3 separate regions of the Mus musculus genome follow, and all the other regions are linked to region 1. The links are chromatin contacts, called in public Hi-C and promoter capture Hi-C maps. All regions are on one chromosome and are shown on one strand. Each heading gives the region's core, a stretch centred on a gene start, on an enhancer-like site or on the middle of the called end of the contact. The rest is flanking DNA. Distances are from core to core; before and after follow the strand shown. Region 1 holds the start of Mon2 (MON2 homolog, regulator of endosome to Golgi trafficking). Region 2 holds the start of Atp23 (ATP23 metallopeptidase and ATP synthase assembly factor homolog). Region 3 holds the start of Ctdsp2 (CTD (carboxy-terminal domain, RNA polymerase II, polypeptide A) small phosphatase 2).

Region 1 (4,104 bases), core at 14-2,513:
TATAACAAAGCAAAGACTCCCTTAAGGCATTTGACAAATGCATTAGAGCAGGGGTTCTCAGCCTTCCTAACGCTGCCACCATTTAACACAGTTCCTCATGTTGTGCTGACTCCCAACCAGAAAATTATCTTCAATACTACTTCGTAACTGTAATCTTGCTACTGTTATGAACAATAGCATAAATATCTGACGGTCTTAGGCCACCCACCCCTGTGAAAGGGTAGTTCCACTCAGAGGTTGAGAACATCAGGTAGGTGAGTTACAGCAAAACTGGAAACTTTCTGTCACGCCCCTCAGGGACTATCTGATAGTGATCGCCTTTGAGTCATTGGAAGTTAGGAATCTGATGGCACATTCCAAAAAAAAAAAAAAAAAAAAAAAAAAAAAAAAAAAAAGACAAGGGTGTTAGGTCAAACACAGAGATGACAGTAAGTGGATACCTGGGGGCAAAAGATAACCAAGATAGTTAGATTCTAGACTTGCAACATTCCATCTTCCCATAATCAAGACGTTCCAATCAGTCTCACAGACATAGCTTAACACAGACATAGCTTCCTCCTCTTCCAACTTCAATCCACACAGGCTGGCTTTGCTCATCCGAACAATACGCTGAAATTATTTCTGCTTCCTGCTTATTACAACAGAGAAATGTCTTGGGCAAAAATAGACTCACCTGGAACATCGAAAAAGCTCACGTTAGTTTTTGCCTTACATTTATTTGGCACTTCTGATCTAATGAATTGGTTCCTTATTTGAGCGTCAATTACCTAGTATGTTCTAGGTATACAGTCAGGGAGGTGGGTGGGTGGGGCGGGGAGATAACAAAAACAAAGCAAAATAAAAACATAAAAGGGATCTGTCGGTGGAAGGCGGGGAGGGGGCGGGGAGCAGGAGGAGTCTTGTTAACAGATAAGGAAAATCAGGGACGACTCCGCAGTTAAATAAACCAAAGTCAGTCGATTTGGATAACTCCGCAGGATTGTCGTTTAGGTTCCCCAGGCCGGGGAGGTAGGAGCAAGACGCTGATTTGTGTTTTAAGTCAGGGGGGTGGGGATCAAGGAGGCAGAAGTGACGGACAAGACAAATTCATTTTTTAAAAAAAGCAAATATTTATAGCAGAAGAGAATGGATCACAAACAGACGTAGGGAGACACCTCCGATCATCCCCAGGTTACCAGCCAGCCAAAAAAAACAGGACGCGCCTGCGCAGCTGTGCCGGCCACCTGCGTCGACGGCGGGGGCGGGGTCCGCACTGCCCAGCTGGAGCTCGTTCTGGGCTTCTCGCTCGGCCCCGCCCCTCCAGAGACTCGCCTCCGGATTGGCCCGGGCGGGGGCGGGGCCCGGAGTCCGGAAGTGCGGCTGACGTGTCCGGGCCGCGCTCGGAATTGTGGGCGACTGGGCTAATGGCGTCGGCGGGTCTGGGCACCCGGGGCGGGCATCGCTGAAGCTTGTGGCCAGCTCGGCCGGTGACGCCCGCCGTGGCCAGGCCCCGCGGCAGCGGGAGGGACCTGCCCGTCTGGTGGGCTCCTGAGCCGGCGCCGGTGGAGCCTGGTGGGGCTGCACCGCTGCGGGCAGGTTTCGGCGAGCGGCCGGCGGCGGTGCGGGGCGGCCCGGGGGGAACTCGGGCACGCCTCGGGAGACGCAGCCCGGCTCCGGCCGTGCGCCCGCCCGCCCGCCCGCCCGCCGAGCCCTGGGCCCCGGCTAAGGAAGACTGAGGAGCCGCCGGCTGGCTGCGGGCCGCGCAAGCTGCTGACAGTGCCTGCTTGGTAGTGCTGGTCCCAGATCGGCGGTGACCTGGAGGGACCATGTCCTGCACCAACAGCCCCGAGGCTGTGAAGAAGCTGCTGGAGAATATGCAGAGCGACCTGCGGGCCTTGTCACTAGAATGCAAGAAGAAGTTCCCACCTGTCAAGGAGGTAGGTCCCAGGCGACGTCAGGGGCGGGGGGGGGGAACGTCACGAGCGCTCCCTGGTCCTCGTAGACCGCTTTCCTCGATTCCCCAACACCTATACTAATTTTCATTCCGCCAGTTAAGTTTGGTGATTGCCCAGCAAAGGCTGTTCGTAGAATTCTTTTGAGAGTTCCAAGGAGATTTGATTTCTTCCATTCTCTTGTTATGTTTATTTCGGAGCGAAGTTCCATGAGTGAGCCGGTTTGGTGACACTCGAGTCAGGTATATTGCTCCTAAGAATGAGTATCCACCGCTGTAGCGGAATCCGTTCTCCATACTTAGGTGGGCATAGTGTGTGGGAACATTTCCTTCTTGTCTGTGTTATTCAGCCCACCTAAAAATCTAATCGTCGTGATAAACTAGAGCCCCAAATTACAGCAAATGGTCAAGGCCTACGATAACCATGTTAAGCCCTGCACAAGCAGTATTCTAGTAGGATGCTTTGCAAAACAAATATATCTGAGTATATATAGCCTCTTGGGTGCATAATTTGTTGTTGTTGTTGTTGTTGTTGTTGTTGTTTTTCAGCTGTAGAATAGCTGAAAATTGTGGTACCAGTATAGGAGACCGGGTGTGGTAGCCAAACTTTTAGCTCCAATACTCAGATGCGAGTGGATCTCTGTGAGTTAGAGAGTGGACACCAGGACAACCAGGGTACATAAAGAGACCTTGTTTCCAAAACCGATGGTGGTGATGGTGATGATGACTGGGGCTCACAGGACGAGTATCAGGGAGCTCAATGTATGCTAATAAAATTTTCCAGATATTGAATTGAAAAATTGAGTTTAGTCACTAATGCCTGACTTTTTTCTTTTAAGATTCCATTTTTGTTGAAATATTTTAAAAACTGCCCTTTCACATTTTTAAACTATTGTAGTTCAGGGGTCAGGCTCGGCAGTTAAGAGCACTTGCTGCTCTTCCAGAAGTCCCTTGTTCAATTCCCAGCACCTACATGGTGGCTCACAATCTTGTGTAATTCCAGTTTCAAGGGATCTGACCTCTTTCTTCTGGTCTCCAAAGACACCAGGCACACATGTGGTGTGCAGGCATACCTACAAGCAAAACACCCATACAAATATAACAAAAATGAATACATCTAAAAAAAAACTTTAAAAATAGTGTAGTTCAAAGATATGTAAAAATAGTTAATTTTATTTCCTAGTTAATATAGCTTACTTAGTATACCTGAAATTTTATCATACTACTTGCTATTAAATGTTACAGAGTGAGTTCATATTTTTCTACTTACAACTATCTTTATGAATACTGTAAGAAGTTTTATAATTAGAACTTGACTAGTAAAGTTTAGAATGCAGACTTGTCAGGAATCTTGAAATTTTCCATGAGTGCCTTGCTTTTACCTGTTTGTTCCAGTTACCTTTAGTCCCAGCACTTGGGAGGCAGAGGCAGGTGGATTTCTGAGTTCAACGCCAGTCTGGTCTACAAAGTGAGTTCCAGGACAGCCAGGGCTACACAGAGAAACCCTGTCTCGAAAAACAAACAAAAAAAAAAAAAAAAAGAAAAAAAAAAAAAAGAAAAAAAAAAAGGAAAAAAAAAAAGAAAAAAGAAAACATCAAATCCTACTGTCATTTCAGCAGTAATTTATAGAGCTGTGGCTGTTCCCAGTCCTAGTGAATCATGTTAAGAGCTGTGGCTCCTCTGTGCTATTGGCTTCTGTGCTTTAACCTTGGAATTTAATTGATATCGTCTGTGGTATTTTTATTGGGAAAAACCACTCTTCCAGCAGGTAAGTTACAAAGTTCTAGAACTCACCACATTCCTAGTCCTGGAGCTCTCATGGCAGCTCCTTAGTTTCTCCTAGATCACTGCCTAGACAGCTACTTGGTAATTGCTTCCAGCCTTTGCAGTGATGGCAAGCATCATTCTCCTGATTGTCTCTAATACACCATCTCGTTTATGCTGCATGTTCCATAAGGATTTGCTGAGTGAGAGTCTTCCTGGGGCTTGACAGATGGCTCAATGGTTAAGAGCACTGGCTGTTCTTCCAGAGGACCTGGGTTGATTCCCAGCACCCATATGGTGCTCTAAACTCTGTAACTCGAATTGAAAAGGACCGGATGCCCTCATCCGGCCTTCACTGGCACCGGGCACATGAGATCCACATACAGGCAGACTTACACTGTCACACCTGG
Region 2 (4,175 bases), core at 211-2,710, 3.8 Mb before region 1:
CCCCAAACCAAGACAGGAAATCAGCTGGGCAAACTCTAAACTCTGCATCTCCATGTCTGATGTGAAAGTGGTCTTGTGTCACCCAGCCTGGCCTTGACCTTGCTATGTAGCTTAGGATCACACTGAATCTTTGATCCTCCTGTCTTTACCTCCCCAGGGCTGTTGTTACAGGCACATGTTGCCACTGTCTGCTTGTGTGGTGCTGGGCGTAGAACCCAGCACTTCATGTGTATCAATCAGGCAAGCGCTCTCTCAACTGAGTAACACCTTCAGCCTTCTTCTGTAGCTGGGCAAGTTCTATCTGCAAATTAGGGTTGATACTATTTTGCAAGGTTGTCATGAGGACTGGTAATAATGTACATATGTGGACCTTGATAAAAAGAATCTAATCTTTGGCTTATGGCTTTATTAGTCTGTAAGTGCAGGCGCTCATATTTGTATAATATTCCAAGCGAGTGATGCCTTCTGCTTCCCATTCAACTCTTGTTTACGGAGCACCGTGACCCCTAAGTGCTGTTCACAAGGCATTGCATGCCTATTTTTCTTGGACATTTGTCCTCGTTTTCTCCAACTCTACCATCCTGCCTGGCCCGTGGGAGCAGGTGTTTAGCAGTGTGAGCTGAGCTGAATAATTTAGTGAGGAAAGAAACACACACACACACACACACACACTACGTAAAAGCTGGAAGTCTGTCATGAGAGCACTAACACGGACAAAGTGCCTTAAACTGCAGATCTGGCAACATTAATTTTGAGTAAGTGTGCTGGTGGACTCTGATTATGGGAACTGAGGAAAAAGCCTTTTTTTTTTTTTTTTAAGATTTATATATAAATACATTGTAGCTGTCTTCATAAACACCAGAAGAGGGTGTCAAATTACAGATGGTTGTGAGTCACGATGTGGGTGCTGGGATTTGAACTCAGGACCTTCGGAAGAGCAGTCAGTGTTCTTAACCGCTGAGCCATCTTTCCAACCACCCCCTTCTTTTTAAAAGATTTATTTTATTATATGAGTACACTGTAGCTGTTTCCAGACACACAAGAGGGCATCAGATCCCATTACAGATGGTTGTGAGCCACCATGTGGTTACTGGGAATTGAACTCATGACCTTTGGACGAGCAGTCAGTGCTCTTATCCACTGAGCCATCTCTCCAGACCCAAGATGTGTGTATCTTATTTCTGAGCAAGAGGAGGGTTGATGAATGGGTCCCCAGGAGCCACATTTTGATGAGACCAACCAGTCTTTGAAATATCCAAGCGTTTCTGAAAACACTGCCTTTAATTCGGTGTGAGTGGGTAGCGGGAATAAGAGAAACAGCAGGTGAGGGAGTGGGAGGATGGTTGAGGTGCAGAAGGCAATATAGTGGCCAGCATCGGCGGTCGCGAGGCACCGCCCATCAGCCCCGCCCACCGACCACGCCTACCAAGCCCCGCCCACGAGCTGCACGCCGCGTCTCCTTCGTGCTGGCCCGCGGAGCGTGCGCCGGCGGCGGAAGCGGCTGTCCTAGGTCGAGCGGGCAGGAGGAGGCTTGCGGGCCTCATGGCAGGAGCTCCGGGCGGCGGCGAGCTCGGCCCTGCGGCTGGCGAGCCACTGCTGCAGCGACCCGACTCTGGCCAGGGCTCGCCTGAGCCGCCGGCCCACGGGAAGCCCCAGCAGGGCTTCCTCTCCAGCCTCTTCACCCGGGACCAGAGTTGTCCGCTCATGCTCCAGAAGACGCTGGATACCAGTAAGAGCCGCGACCTGGAGGCTGGGGTCGGGGTGGCACAGGACCCGGGGGGTGAGGAAGGGCCCGGACGTGCCCCCACTGATCCCGGACTGCACTGCAGCCCTAGGGCTGCGTGGGCGGGAGGGGGCGTGGGCCTCCGCCCCACTCGCGCTTCTGAAGGCCTGGGCTGGGAGTCTGCCCTCCTGGGTCACACTCACCAGTTTCTTATGTAAGTTTTGCAGCGGCACGGGCTCTAGGGTGCAGGTGAGAGCTGGAAAGAGCTCCATTCATTAATAAGGCAGCTCTACTTCTGGCTATGCACCCCTTCCCTGGGGTGGGGGTGGGGTGGGCGATTCTTTAACCTTCAGTCACTGCAGTAGGAACTGTGGAGAATGCTAGAATAGGAACTTTTGAAAACCCTCGTGTTTATGCACCTAAGTGCATTTTTCTAGGGAGAGTTCCTAGCTTCATCATAGTCTCTAAGAAGCCTGTGACATCTAAGAGGTTTATTATTGCCGCGGGTCACCCAGGCACACTGGCTCCCACTGAGCAATTTATCTCCAGTCCCGGGACACTGCCTTGCTCCTCTGCATCTGCAGATTGCCTGTCTACCTCAGATTTATTTAGGAAAGTAAGATTTAAATGTATTCGACCCTCCAAATAGTTACTATTTTATAGCAGAATTGGTCATAATTCAATCATCAACTGATCAAAGATTTTACTGTCTTCTTTTTAAAGCTTTTTTTTTTTTGATTTCTTTATTTTTGTGTGTGATTGTCTCGCCTGCATGTGTGTCTGCGCACTCTCTGCATTCCTGGTGTCCAGGACTGTGAGCTACTATGCAGGTGCTGGGGAACTCACCCTGGGTTCTCAGCGAGAGCAACAAGTGCTACTAACCACTGAGCCATCTTTTTAGCTCCCTTCCTCCCTCCCTCCTTTCCTCTCCCTCCTCAGAGGTGAGAACTGAACCTAAGACCTTGTGCTTACCAGGCAAGGCCCTACCACTGGGCTCAATCCCTAAGCCACCGTTCTTCTCTCTTACTGGCCATAGACTCACACATTTCTGCTTGCTAACCCTCATTGAAGAACTTTGGTGGGCAGGTCCCATTGGGCTGTGGTACTCAGAGCGAGGCATGGTGCTACCACAGAGAGCAGTGTAGGCGCTGCCTTCCTCCAGTCTAGGTTCTATGCTGGTTTGTTTTTCTAACCGTGGCCCAGGATGCCCATGTTCTCCTAACACGGGCCCTAATGCGAAGCGTTTAGTCACTTTAGCAAAACCAACTTTCGGTATAAAGATACATGGGGGCGCCATTTTAGTGTTTGTATTTATGTTCTATTTCGTCATGACTTGATTTAATTGGCGCTAATTTACACGTTTTATTCCCATTTTAGACTCTGGTTTAAGATAGTGTTTGTGAGTTGTTTTGTGGTGCCTGTTGCTTGGGTGCACTAATTGCTGCTACATCTTCTAATGAGCATACTTAATGTCTTTGTAGATCCATATGTCAAACTTCTACTTGATGCTATGAAACACTCAGGTTGGTAAGTAAATCTTTTTTTTAAAAAGTCACCGTATATTCTGGAGTCCCCCCCCTCAACCCCCAACTAATAGCAGAGCTGTTACACTTGGGATTTCTCACTTGGGACCACAAGATTTCTCTGTCAACAGTGGCGGGCTATGTGCTCTCCCGCTGGCCTTGTTCTTCTGTCCCAGCTCAGTCTCTGTCCCTGCTGTTCATTTTGAATATGAGTAAAGGCAATATTCACAGTCTATCTTGTCAGTAATTACCAAATTTGGCCTCTCCGTTCCCCCCAGCCTAGGGCATTGTGGTGAAGAAACCATAGCTTGGACTAATTAGTAGGAGGCTTCCAGATGTTAACCCAGAGACGATTAGAGGAAATAACTCCTGATATCTACTTCTTACCACTCTGGCCCAAGGGTGGGACTCTGTCATATTTTCAGCGTGGTCCTAGTCAGGTGACCAGTGGATGCTGATGGAGTCTGAGATGGTATGGACTCTGAAGAGACAGTCTCCCTTTAGTCTGGAGACGAGACAGCTGAGCCTTGACCGTGTTAAATGTCGGTGAGAGGGCTGTGCCGTGCGGTCTTGGGTGTCCTGGTGGGGGCTGCTCACATCTCTCTGTGCTTTCCAGTGCTGTGAACAGGGGAAGACACTTTTCCTGCGAAGTCTGCGATGGAAACGTCAGCGGAGGCTTTGATGCGTCTACGTCTCAGGTGTGTTTCTTTGCTGAGTTGCTCTCTCCCCCTTTCTCCCTTCCGATACACGCCGGACACTTTTCACACGCCACTAGTCCTGTCTGGCAGCCTTTGTGTAGTACTTTTAAGTCAGTTGCTTGGCTCATGGTTGTGAATCTTTCCATGCCACCGTGTGTGCCGTCTCTGGTTTACTTAACGTCTCTTGTATGCTGTTCTGCTGTGTTTGCATCAAAGCTCGCCCTATCCGAT
Region 3 (4,663 bases), core at 426-2,925, 3.9 Mb before region 1:
GTGCTCGCCTCTCAGCCTCTGAGCCAAGTGGCCACAGTCCTGGGAGTTCTCTAGAAAAAGAAAAAGGAGGGAGGGGGGCAACACTAGTCCTTACTCTGGGCGGAAATTTCTACCAGCTATCTTGAACACAATGCTCAAGGCCAGATGAACATAGGGGAGAGGAGAGTTTCAGGGGACCCCACTGTGATCAAACCGAGCAATCCCATTTTCCCAGCCCCAATCTCCTCCCCGCCCCCGCGGGAGGCTGAGGCCTCCGCTTCGCTCCCCAAGCACACCCCAGATAGGGCCTGCCTGCGGACGTCCCTGTTTGCTTCAATCCGACGACCTCCCCCTGCAATCGGGGTGGGGGGTCGCGAGCCTCTGCCCACAGACAAACTCGCACTTTTTCGCTGCGCGATTCAGAAACACGCTGGGTCTGATGCCATCCGGCGAATTATGTAACCAGGGACACCGCTCCCGGGCTAAACAAACGCGGCTGTGTCTGTGCAGCGGCGGCCCCGGGGGAGCGCACGGGGCAGGGAGGGGCTCCGGCCGGGCCTCGGGTCCGGCTTGTTTGCTCCGCCGAGCCGCGAAGAGAGTCCCGCGCCCGGCAGTGACCGCGGCCCTCCCCCCTCCCCCACCACCGCCCCCGCCTCGGGCCGGTGAACTTCGTCCCGAGTCCCCGCGCCGCCACCGCCGAGCTCCCGGGCATCCCGGTCCTGCGTGAAAACTCCGGTCCCGGTGGCGTTCCAGCTCGGGACCCCTCGTACCCTCCCCAGAGCCCCGGGGCAGGCGCGCAGCGGTGGTGGGTGGGGGAGGAGTGACCACTCCATCTCCGCGGCTCGGGTGGGGGCGGCGCGGGTGGCCTGGCGCGACGCGCGCCCTCCCGAGCCTCTGACTGCCCCCGGGGGGGGAGGGGTGGCCGGACGGGTGACAGCTGCGCGGATGACACCCTCCCGCCCGGCGCTGGCAGCCGGGGCCTCGCTCAGCCCCCACCGGGGTCCGAGAGCCCGACGGGTGCGCGAGGACCGACGGACCCCGGGTCCAGCCGGATCCTCCGCCCCCTCCCCGTTCGGGGGCGACACAAAGTTTTGGGAAGTTGCGCCCCTACCTTGCTTGGTGAGCACCAGGGCGTCTTCCCTCCGCGCCTGGGTGATGATGGAGCCGTGTTCCATCTAACAATCCCGCGGGCCCGGGCTGGCTGGGCGGGAGGACGCGCGGGCGGGCGCGCAGGCGGGCTGGGCTGGGGGGCCTGGGCGGGGGCCCGTCGGGCTCCGGCTCCCGAGACTCCGACTCCCGCAGCTGTTCACATCCCCCTCGCGTTTCCTCCCCGGGCCGGGAAGGGAGGCGGCCTGCACAGAGGGCGGGCGGGCCAGGCGGCGGCTTCCCCGGTGCCCCCAGCCCCGATCCCCCGGTGGCAGCTCCGGGCTCCTCAGTTTGGGTCCAACATGGAGAATCCGGAGCGAAAACAAGAGGAGGAAATGGGACACGGGGCGGTTTCCAGGCTCCCCCCTCCCCTCCGTACTCCAGATAAACAACCCGCGGCTGCAGCGCCCACCCCCGCGCTCCTCCCAGATCTTGGGCCGGCCTCTTCGCCGCCTGCCGGCGCGTTCCGCTCCAGGCCAGCGTCCTAGGCCCCGGGACCCTCCTCCGGCGAGCAGCGGGGGCCGCGGACCCTGCAGAGGTTTGCTATTTTCTTACGGAAAAAGCGAATCCCCGAGGGGGGTGGGGTGGCGGGCGGGCAGGCTGGCGGGGGAGACTTGAAACCGCTCCGGCACTCCGATTGGCCCGCTCGCAGAAAGGGGGCGTGGCCCCTCCTTACTATGCGGTGCAAGGACCCAACAACATTCCAGTCGCCACGGCCACGCCCCCGGGCCACTCCCCGCTTGCTGGGCTGCGGCCTCCTGGTCCTCTCGGCCACACCCCCTTCCCAACTACTTAAAAAGGCCACTCCAACGCTCCGCTTTCCGTGCTCGGTGCTGGGGTGTTTGTGTTTCCGACGCTTTACTCCAAGAAGGCTCAATGGTTCCGCCCTACGAAACCTGGGGAAAAATGGAGAAGCCAGATTGGGTTCGAGGCAGTTACGGTATTTCCTGCTTAGAGCCCAGTGCCTTATATAAGAATACCGCTGATATGTACCTGGGAAGGAGTGTGTAGGGGGCGGAACCGAGACTCCAGAGTGTGAGGAATGGAACTGACCTCTGGAAATGACACCTTATGTATTAAGGCCACCTTAGGTGCCAGCCCCTCCCACTCAGGCATCTACCCTATCCTCCCAGTCCAGCTCCCCCTCCCACCCCCAACTCCCATCTCATGGTTCCATCCTCAGTTTGAGGAGGATAGAGGTGCTTAGTGGACCCAGAAAGCTCTCCCTCATTTTTTAGGCCCAGGCTCAGGTTTGAACTCCCAAACTTAAGGTTTCTCAGGAAGGGTTTCTCCACTTGTCTGCTAGGAGTAGCAGCTCCAAAGAAGCAGTTTTAACTCTGTATCGGGTTGTTGTAAAAATTGTATGCTGTATATGCACCCCATTGCACCTGAAGGAGGTCTCTTCTATCCTTCCACAGTGGGCTCTGGGAATCAAACTCGGCTTTCCTGGGAAGCGCTCTTACTGGCTAAACCATCCCATTGACCCATTTCAAATGCTTTTTGGTGATGGATGAGTTACTATGATTCAAGGCCATAGTTCCTGGGGAATGGGGGGTGGGGGGCACCTGGTGGCTTTCCTACTGCAGTCCTCATAGCTAGACATTTGTGTCTCTTCATCTTGTCCAAGTAGGTCATAACCTACAAGGCACTATCATCATATGTATATATCCTATGTTCCTTACAAGTGCGAATGTTTCTACACACACACACACTGCTCTTTTTTCCCCTTTTTTCCCCCTTTTCTTTCTTCTTTTTTTTTTTTTTTTTTTTTTTTACATAACACCATTTTAATGAAAATGCTGTTTTTCTAAAATGAATGTGACTGTTAGAGAGGATCTGAATGATGCTTATGTAACCTCAAACCCTGAGTCTGGGTAGATTCTAATTCATTAAAGGAAAGGAAGCCGGGGGAGTTCTGACATATTTGCCTCCCACCTTTAAAACAATGGGATCTGTAAGGACTGTCTCAGCCGGTTGCTAAGGGACCTTGTTGGACTTTGACCCTGTGCTCCAGCTAGGCGGTTCCCTGCCAAGGCCTGCTCTCTTGTCCGTTGGATGACACTTCTCTCCTGTTCATTTCCTCTTCCATAGATAGTTTCTCCCCTGTAATATTTATAAAGTACTTCCATATATATTATTACCTGGCCTGTTTAATTTTTCATGTTATGGTTAGCAGAATAGATATGCTCATCTTCGAGAGGAAGAAACATGGTCTGGAAAGGGTTAATCGAGATTCATCTGAGGTCCCAGCTGATGAAGCAGCAGCAGCAGTGGGGAAACTGAGGCAGGCCTGTCATGATTTCGGGTCCTTCTACACACCTTCTCTAGGAACTCTCTGACGATTTAAAAGGCCCCTGGAGGCTAGGAATTGTGCTGTTCATTATTGGATCTCGTGTCTCGTGTATAACTAGACAGAATGAGAGGACCTTGTCTGTTTGTCCAGCACATGGTGACTCCGTGTCTCGGTGTCCTCTGTGCAGGGTACAGTGGCTCGTGCCCGAGACAACAGAGTTAAATGCATGTTGCATCTCACCCTTGGGTGTGCACACAGTCAGATACGTTCCCTTGCCTGTGCTCTCGTCTGCTTCTCTGGCTTTGGTGTCTTAAAGTCGGGCGTTGCCACACAGCTCATGGTACCCTGAACTACATCGATCCTCCTGCCTCAGCCCCCTGAGTCCTGGGATGACAGGTATGTCTTCATCATGGCTTCTACTTCCTTTTTCTTTCTTTCTTTCTTTTTTCTTTTTCGGTTTTTCCGAGACAGGGTTTCTCTGTGTAGCCCTGGCTGTCCTGGAACTCACTTTGTAGACCAGGCTGGCCTCAAACTCAGAAATCTGCCTGCCTCTGCCTCTGCTGGGATTAAAGGCGCTTGCCACCACACCTAGCCTACTTCCTTTTTCAAGGCATTCTCTAAATGATGTCATCACCCATCTCTCCTATGTGCAGAGAGCTCTGGACATCTCTGAACCACGCAGAGCAGGGGGTCCTCAGGCTTGAAGCCAAGGAAAGTTTGTGTGCACACACTCAGAGGAACCCAAAGGGGGAAAAAGACAGGGTGTGAACAAACAAGAATGAGATGGAGTGCGGAGAGAGGAGGAGGGAAGGCCTCTGTGAGGCCAGTCAGGACTCTTCTTCCTGTGGAGTTTAGGCAGCCTCACTCGATCCCCAAGCCCAGACAGAGAAAGTTTGGGAATCCTTCTTCTATATATCTCCACTCTAGAAAGCTCTGTAAGGTTTCAGTAATGGGGCTCTTTTCTAAGGTAGGGTGGTAAAAGAGAGGTGGGAGGCAAGGCCATTCTGACTTTTATTTAACAGACTTATAAATAATCTCCTGCCTGCAAATTCTGGGCCAGATGCCCAGGGTATAGCTTTAACTTGGCCCAAGAATGACAAGTCGGGGCTGGAGAGATGGCTCGGCAGTTAGGAGCACTTGCTCTTGTAGAAGCCCGGGATTTGATTCCCAGCACACATGCATGGATGGTTGGTTCATAACCACCCCTAACTCCAGCTCCAGGGATTTAGGCTAAGCGTGCACGCA

Evidence for each region. Promoter capture Hi-C pulls out the DNA fragments that hold promoters and counts their contacts. Hi-C and Micro-C count contacts between places; a contact is called where the count stands out from the background.
Region 2: a contact with region 1 is called in a Hi-C map of B cells, with 6 read pairs. The contact joins the promoter of Atp23 here to the promoter of Mon2 in region 1. A contact is called at or near these places in 2 of 39 promoter capture datasets (pre-B cells and second pharyngeal arch cranial neural crest) and 2 of 484 Hi-C or Micro-C datasets (B cells and muscle stem cells).
Region 3: a promoter capture Hi-C map of pre-B cells shows a contact between it and region 1. The contact joins the promoter of Ctdsp2 here to the promoter of Mon2 in region 1. A contact is called at or near these places in 2 of 39 promoter capture datasets (cranial neural crest and pre-B cells).

The regions. Positions count from the first base shown.
Region 1 is chr10:123,073,664-123,077,767 of GRCm38.p6, reverse strand. Mon2 (MON2 homolog, regulator of endosome to Golgi trafficking) reads left to right here and starts at 1,263. Exons shown (of 36, transcript NM_001163024.1): 1 at 1,263-1,916. The coding sequence starts at 1,806.
Region 2 is chr10:126,898,656-126,902,830 of GRCm38.p6, reverse strand. It overlaps Atp23 (ATP23 metallopeptidase and ATP synthase assembly factor homolog), which reads left to right and starts at 1,460. Exons shown (of 6, transcript NM_001159559.1): 1 at 1,460-1,729; 2 at 3,205-3,250; 3 at 3,863-3,944. The coding sequence starts at 1,543.
Region 3 is chr10:126,975,729-126,980,391 of GRCm38.p6, reverse strand. It overlaps Ctdsp2 (CTD (carboxy-terminal domain, RNA polymerase II, polypeptide A) small phosphatase 2), which reads right to left and starts at 1,675. Exons shown (of 8, transcript NM_001113470.1): 1 at 1,091-1,675. The coding sequence starts at 1,154. Gm40798 (a long non-coding RNA gene) reads left to right here and starts at 2,872. Exons shown (of 2, transcript XR_872169.3): 1 at 2,872-3,814.